Linked DNA regions of Nothobranchius furzeri: region 1 is linked to region 2. Evidence: chromatin contacts called from public Micro-C data. All regions are on one chromosome and are shown on one strand. Each heading gives the region's core, a stretch centred on a gene start, on an enhancer-like site or on the middle of the called end of the contact. The rest is flanking DNA. Distances are from core to core; before and after follow the strand shown.

Evidence for each region. Hi-C and Micro-C count contacts between places; a contact is called where the count stands out from the background.
Region 1: a Micro-C map of tail fin shows a contact between it and region 2, with 4 times the contacts expected there. The contact joins two enhancer-like sites. A contact is called at or near these places in 2 of 2 Hi-C or Micro-C datasets (skeletal muscle and tail fin).

The regions. Positions count from the first base shown.
Region 1 is chr5:4,071,214-4,074,282 of NfurGRZ-RIMD1, forward strand. No RefSeq gene overlaps it. Among protein-coding and RNA genes, the nearest start is that of LOC139070069, 4.7 kb to the right of the region's middle. Within about 2 kb of position 1,323, at least 1 of the 3 cell types and tissues checked has an H3K27ac peak or open chromatin away from gene starts, as enhancers often do. A contact at or near this core is called in tail fin, where this site is marked.
Region 2 is chr5:4,028,983-4,032,138 of NfurGRZ-RIMD1, forward strand. No RefSeq gene overlaps it. Among protein-coding and RNA genes, the nearest start is that of gper1, 8.9 kb to the left of the region's middle. Within about 2 kb of position 1,504, at least 1 of the 3 cell types and tissues checked has an H3K27ac peak or open chromatin away from gene starts, as enhancers often do. A contact at or near this core is called in tail fin, where this site is marked.

The DNA of each region.
Region 1 (3,069 bases), core at 73-2,572, 42 kb after region 2:
TTGACAAAAACTTAATCAGACACCTGGTATGAGGGTCCGGAGGGTCGCGGTCAGAGTGGTGAGGTCACCGGACGTCGAAACCACAATACTCAATGCAATAGTAGCTTCCTCTGAGTTCAGCTTCCCCGACCCTGAGATGCAACCCGGGGTCTGCAGGTTAGGTGTCCAAGGTGGATGTCTGAGTTGAAGTAGCTCTGGAAAGAGCTGTTGTGTCTGTAATCACTTGCAGCGTCACAGAAAGGTTTTGACTTAAGGTCAAAGGAGTTTGTTTCAAAAGAGGCTTCTTTCCCGATTTGGCCGAATCGAGGCTCAACTGGAAACTGAATTACTCGGGAAGTAAATCCTGTTTTAATAACCTCATTATTTATCATTTCTGGCATATTCTGGCAAGTCAGAATATGCCACACTGTAAAAAGAAAAAGTTGATCCAACTTAAAAAAAATTGCTTCAATCGGTAACAAGCAATTTAATTAAGTTCATCCAACTTAAATCATTAGTACAATTAGAATAATTTAAGTTGGATAAACTTAATTAAATTGCTCGTAACCAATTAAAGCAATTCAATTAGGTTGATTAAACTATTCTCTTTTTTCAGTGCATGTCTGGAAGACTTTACCAAAACATTCCTCAGAGAGCCACGCCTTCCTTCAGACACAAAGATGTTTTTAACCTTAATATGTATCTTATTGTAATGTGTGTGAGTGTAAACAATGATTGTCAAACACATACTTGTAATATGAATGGATCATTGTAAGAACAATATTCATTTTAATTTCATAGATTTAAGCACAGGTTATTCAAACTTTTGATTCAAACATCTTGTTCATTCATCACATATGATTATTTAACTTATGAGTTGTGGAAACTTCACTTGTTCAGAGTGAAGAATGTCTGGCATTCATGCAGAGAGTGTCGGACCTTGGGAGAGAATGTTTGTTTGAATGTTTTGTCTTCATGGAATGTCAACACTGGTTCTGGAAGGCCACATAGAAGGTGGATTTAGTTCTGTAGATGAAAGGTTATTATGCTGATCAACATATAGGTGAAAATTGACCCTTTTGGACATTACATCTGGTCACAATCATATTTATATTTTACCATTTAAAACTAACACTGTATTAGAATTTATCTATGACCATAACCATTCCTTTTTGAATCAGTGCTCCATATAACAACAGTTTGATGTCTACCAATAATTCACGCCCCTACATTCAAATAAACTATAGAGTAGAAAGATGTGAAACACACATCTGTACTGTATGACACACTCAGACTGTATAGCAGCAGGGTTTCATCACCTCGAGTGTGGTGCACTCTACAGCTGTTGTGTAACAACCCAGAACTTCTCTCAGGATATGAGTGAAAGAGAGACCGTGCGTATGTGTGTGTGTGTGTGTGTGTGTGTGAATGCACTAAAGTAGTCTGTCTGCTCGTGTACTGACAGACGGTTTGGTCATGCACACAGAACGTATCGGGTTGATCTTTACTGCACGCTGTGTGTTAACACTGGAGCAAAAGCAGCTTTATTTTGTTCTATACATAATTTATCAGTAAACTTCTGTAAATAGGACAACACCAAACACCAAATTTGAGATGACACAGATCTCTACTATCGCACGAGCAGTGAACCATGTTGTTCGTGCAGATCCCGTCTGAGACAGCGCTGGTGTTGCCAAATAGAATGCATCTGGATTGAGTTTCACCCTGCAGGGGTCTGGTCCTCAGCAGATGGTGCTCGCCAAACAAGCAAAACTGATTAGAACCAGAGAGGCAGTCCTTTCACTTACGTGCACTCGGATAACGTGTGCTTGGAAAATGGTTGGTTTTAGTAAGATGTTGTTAAAGGAAACAGACTGCTTTCTGATGGGGCTCTGAAGGCAGGTTTTCGTGTAAAAGCCGATGATGATGGATCCGTTTCATCTGTCTCTGTGAACCGCTGTAGGAACAGACGTTTTAATTCAAGATTAACTTGGTTTAGCAGTATGCCCATACTCAGACCTGACACAATTGGTTTTCATTTTGCAAAACATATTTGGGAATATTTGGGTTTGATCTACTAAAATCATCCCTAATGAAACAGTTTCTCTGCACACTAATTAATTTCTGTTCTGGATGTCAAGAAGCTGAATGTGGACTAAAATCCTGTTTTACTGGAGTACAGAAAGGTAGCTTTCTTTTCTTCATCTCACCACATGATGCCTACACGATACAAAAACACACCTATTATGGCCACACAGTCTGTTACTGTGTGGGAGCTGATGAGAGTCCACTGAGTGGTGGCAGCATCCAGTGTGGTCCCAGGATTTACTGACATTTTAATGTTTATTGTTTTTTTTTTTTTTTAATTTGGTTCAAGTCAGGTTTGCTGGAAATGGTGAAACAAAGCCTGGGACAGCTGAGTCCTTTGTGAAGCACTAAGTGGTTGGACACGATCATAGAATAACATTTAAACAGCTGTTCTGTCCCTGCAAAAACACACAACATGAAAGTGCCAACAACCCCATAACCCAGAGCCTTTCATCCCACCTCTCAGGGAAAGTTAATGTGACTAAAACAGAGATCTGGGGCACGAGAGAGAGGCTGACATTGTTCCTCTGACTCACATACTTAACCCACCAGAGGACAGACCACAGAGCCTGTGTTTGGATTCATGTCCCATCCGTACTCTCTTGTGGGAGGATTCCTGTGGTCCATTCCCACAGCCTCCATGTGAGGGTCCAGTCAGGAGAAATAGCTGTGCCTCCCACCTTGTGACAGAGAGCAGCTTCATGCCACACTCAGCAATCTGCTGCAGGAAAATTCTCTGTTTTTCCTCTGAACAATGTTGGCATCTGATGGGAAAACAGTTCATCTCGTCTGATCTAAAACGCTCCAAAAATAGTCCTCAGTTTTCAGTTTATTGGTGCAGCAGAGGGAGAGTGACTCTCCGTAGGAATTAGGATATAAAACATTTGTCGCTATAGAAGAGGGAGCTCATTGTAGTCCACAGCGGTGTTTGGAATTTCCTGGATCACCAAATCATCTTGTCCAACAATATTTGGGAAGTGTGAAAAGTTTGCTGACCTTGAA
Region 2 (3,156 bases), core at 254-2,753:
TAATGAACTGTGAATTGGAATGTTTATTATGTGAAGTGCCTTGAGACGACTCTTGTCGTGATTTGGCGCTATATAAATAAACTTGAATTGAATTGAATTGGTCACGTGGTGTTAATCGCCTCTCGTAACCCCCTGTACACTACACGACTGCTCGGCGCAAAACTCGCCCCGATGTCGTGGATTCTCGCACGAATGGAAAATCGGCTCAAAAAAGTGAAAAAGTCGCACAGTGTACGCCCGGCTTTAGTCTAAAGCATAAGAAGCAGAATAAATATTGTTTTCACCTGCTTCAAGATTTGTTATAAAAAGCTGTTGTTAGTTCTTTTGGTGACGCCTCCTCTGGCCTGCAGGCCACATCTGCCCATGAATGCTTCAGTCAAGGACAGCATGGGAGAGAAGTCAAGGCCAGGCTTTAAATATCACCTGGAGGTTTGAGGGTTAGAACAAACTCCCAAGATTTATAAATGGCCATCCTTATATCACATTTTCACCACATTTTACTGAAGGTCTGCTGAAATCATTCAGACAAGCTGCATCACTTGGTTTGGAAGCTGCAGTGTTACTGAGAACCATTCGGCAGCCCTCCGTGACAATGGCTAAGAGGGTCACCAGGGTCAGACCGTCCTCAGGGGCCATTTTCTGCAAGAGATACGAGAGGTGAGCACTCCCTCTCACCCTGCCCTCAAGCTGGTTAACACGCTGCCAACCAGGAGGATGTTTTCACTTCCTCTGATCAAGAAAAACCTGAATGTGTAACTGTTTCATTCCTCAGGCACTAAGGTGGCTGTTTCCAGTAGCACTCGTCTAGATGCGTGTGTGCATGCGTGTGTGTGTGTGTGTGTGTGTGGGTGTGTGTGTGTGTGTGTGTGTGTGTGTGTGTGTGTGTGTGCGTGTGCAGACAGCACCTGTCTCAGAGAAGCTGATGTTGTAGTCAGGGCAGACATGCACTGTCGGTGCAACAGAGACTCTGCTAACATAAACAAGTTTGAGTTTTTGACAACAGGAGGAGGACAACAGAAACCAGACTCAGCCTGTAAAAAAATAAGGTTTTTCAGTGTCTTAGTAGCTGAGGTGGAAAATGAACAGAATAAAATGTCGGAGGCTACGTGAACAGCAGCTAGGAATGTAGCAATCGTTCAAGTGGAAAGGTGTCAACGCGGAGGCAGGAGAGAAAGAAATGAAAGAAAACATTTCTGTTTACTACAAAGGAACGCACCCTTCAGTCACAGGAATGCTAACCCGTTACACTTATTTGCTCAAAATTGATGAGATTTGGGTTTTTTTTTTCAGTTGGAGGTAAATCTAACAGTATGAAGCATGGATCTGCTGTGAAGTGTCTGCACTAACCTCTTAAAACTGACATTCACTGCAACAACAATTATTTGCATGTTTTATAGCTCGGTGTCTCCTACAAGGAGGATAAATAATATTAAAAGCACACCATAATCCTACTTCCGGATCATAAATGTGCATGGCAGCTGCGTTTCCGGTTTGTGTCCACAAGGTGGCCCGCTGGTATAAAGCGTAAGTTCCTTCTGGACAAAGAACGTGTGCTGTGATGTCACTGGCTCAGGAGACCATCAACATTCAGAGTAATGGCTGATGTATTTGGGAGGATCTGGTGAAATAAGGGATTGTTTCTCATTTTAAGGTGTAGGATTAAAGCCAAAATCACACCAGAAAGTGGGAGGTCTAGAGGAGGGTGGGTAGGAACACCGTCATCTGCCTCCACTTACCAGTCTGGTGTTCTGGCTCTATCCAGCATCTCGACCACAAACTCAGAAGCAAACTTCCTGCCAAGTCCGGCTCCGCTGCACTGCTTCCAGGGCCGCGTTTGATATTTAGCTGATGCTGGGATTTTATTGTCAGCCTCATCTTTTTTTTCAGCTCTTGATTCTACAGAAAAGGAACAAACGCTGTTGTCAACAGAGGAAGGGCGGGCTGTTTTCCCAACATCTGCCCTGGTCCACTGGTTTTCCCATGAGATGGAGAGACGTGGAGGGTCAAAGATGAACACTCTGCTCTGAGAGATTTAGTTTCATTCACCAGTGGAAGGTTTTCAGCGTAGGACCAGGACCAGTGTTAACCTAATGTAGTGACCTCTGTGTCTCTGTTTAAAAACACACATGCTTCATCATTTGGATGTTTATTTACTCCCTAAAACAGAAGCTGTCTTCATGTATCAGAAATGCTTCCAGCAGTAATATCCGTGAACGTATGGAGAAACAGATCTGATAGCATGACGGTGCTTCCTGGTGGAGACTGGCTCAGATGTTGGAGTGTTTGAGGTAATGGTGAGTTCACGGACCGGCTAATTACGCTCATTATCTGAGCAGATTCTGATCTCCAGAGAATGTTTGATCTTTTTCTAAAATAACACAGATTTGATTCACAACACGGAGAACACACACTTAGAACAAATTTACCGGTTGATTATTTCAGCTTGTTCTGTGTGGAGACGAAGCTCCACTGAGAGATGTTTGGAGGGTGGTTGCTGCTCCAGTCTAGACTATGAACATCTTTATCTGTACTTTCAGATCCACATGCTCATTTACAGTGCGCTCTTATCTTTTCTGCTCTGAATACATTCCTGAATTCTTTTTTCCCACTTTATCCAAAATCTAACCATACCCTGCTCCGTCTTGTCCTTTAACTTCAGTCTGATTTTTCCTGTTGGGAGGGAGGAATACAGCATGGGTCTGAGGTTTTGTGTGAAAGGTGCATGACAGCCAAACAAAACACATGAAGCTGAGTGTTCTGTCTTCTTTGGTGGTCTGAAGCTGTTTAAGGCTAAAGTTGACCCGTAGTTCTGGCTGAATTCTCTGAGAAAAGGAAATAATAATTAAAAAAAACATGAATGATGCGATTTTTCAGTACTATTTCATTTCTGCAGCAGAGCTCGAGAAGTTTTTTACAACGTGAGGAAAAATAAGACACTTATTTAGAAAGGAGTCGCATGAAAACTAAGATTCACAGAAATATTTAAATATTCAGCTAGATCAGCTCAAACAGGCTGGCCATTGTTTATCTTGGTAAGTGAATAAGTTACCAAGCATCATTCACCTTTTATTAGCTGACTATTACTAGAACATACTCAGCATCAGCCCTAAAACTAAAATCTGTGATACTCCAAAAATAAGTAATAGTTACTTTTTT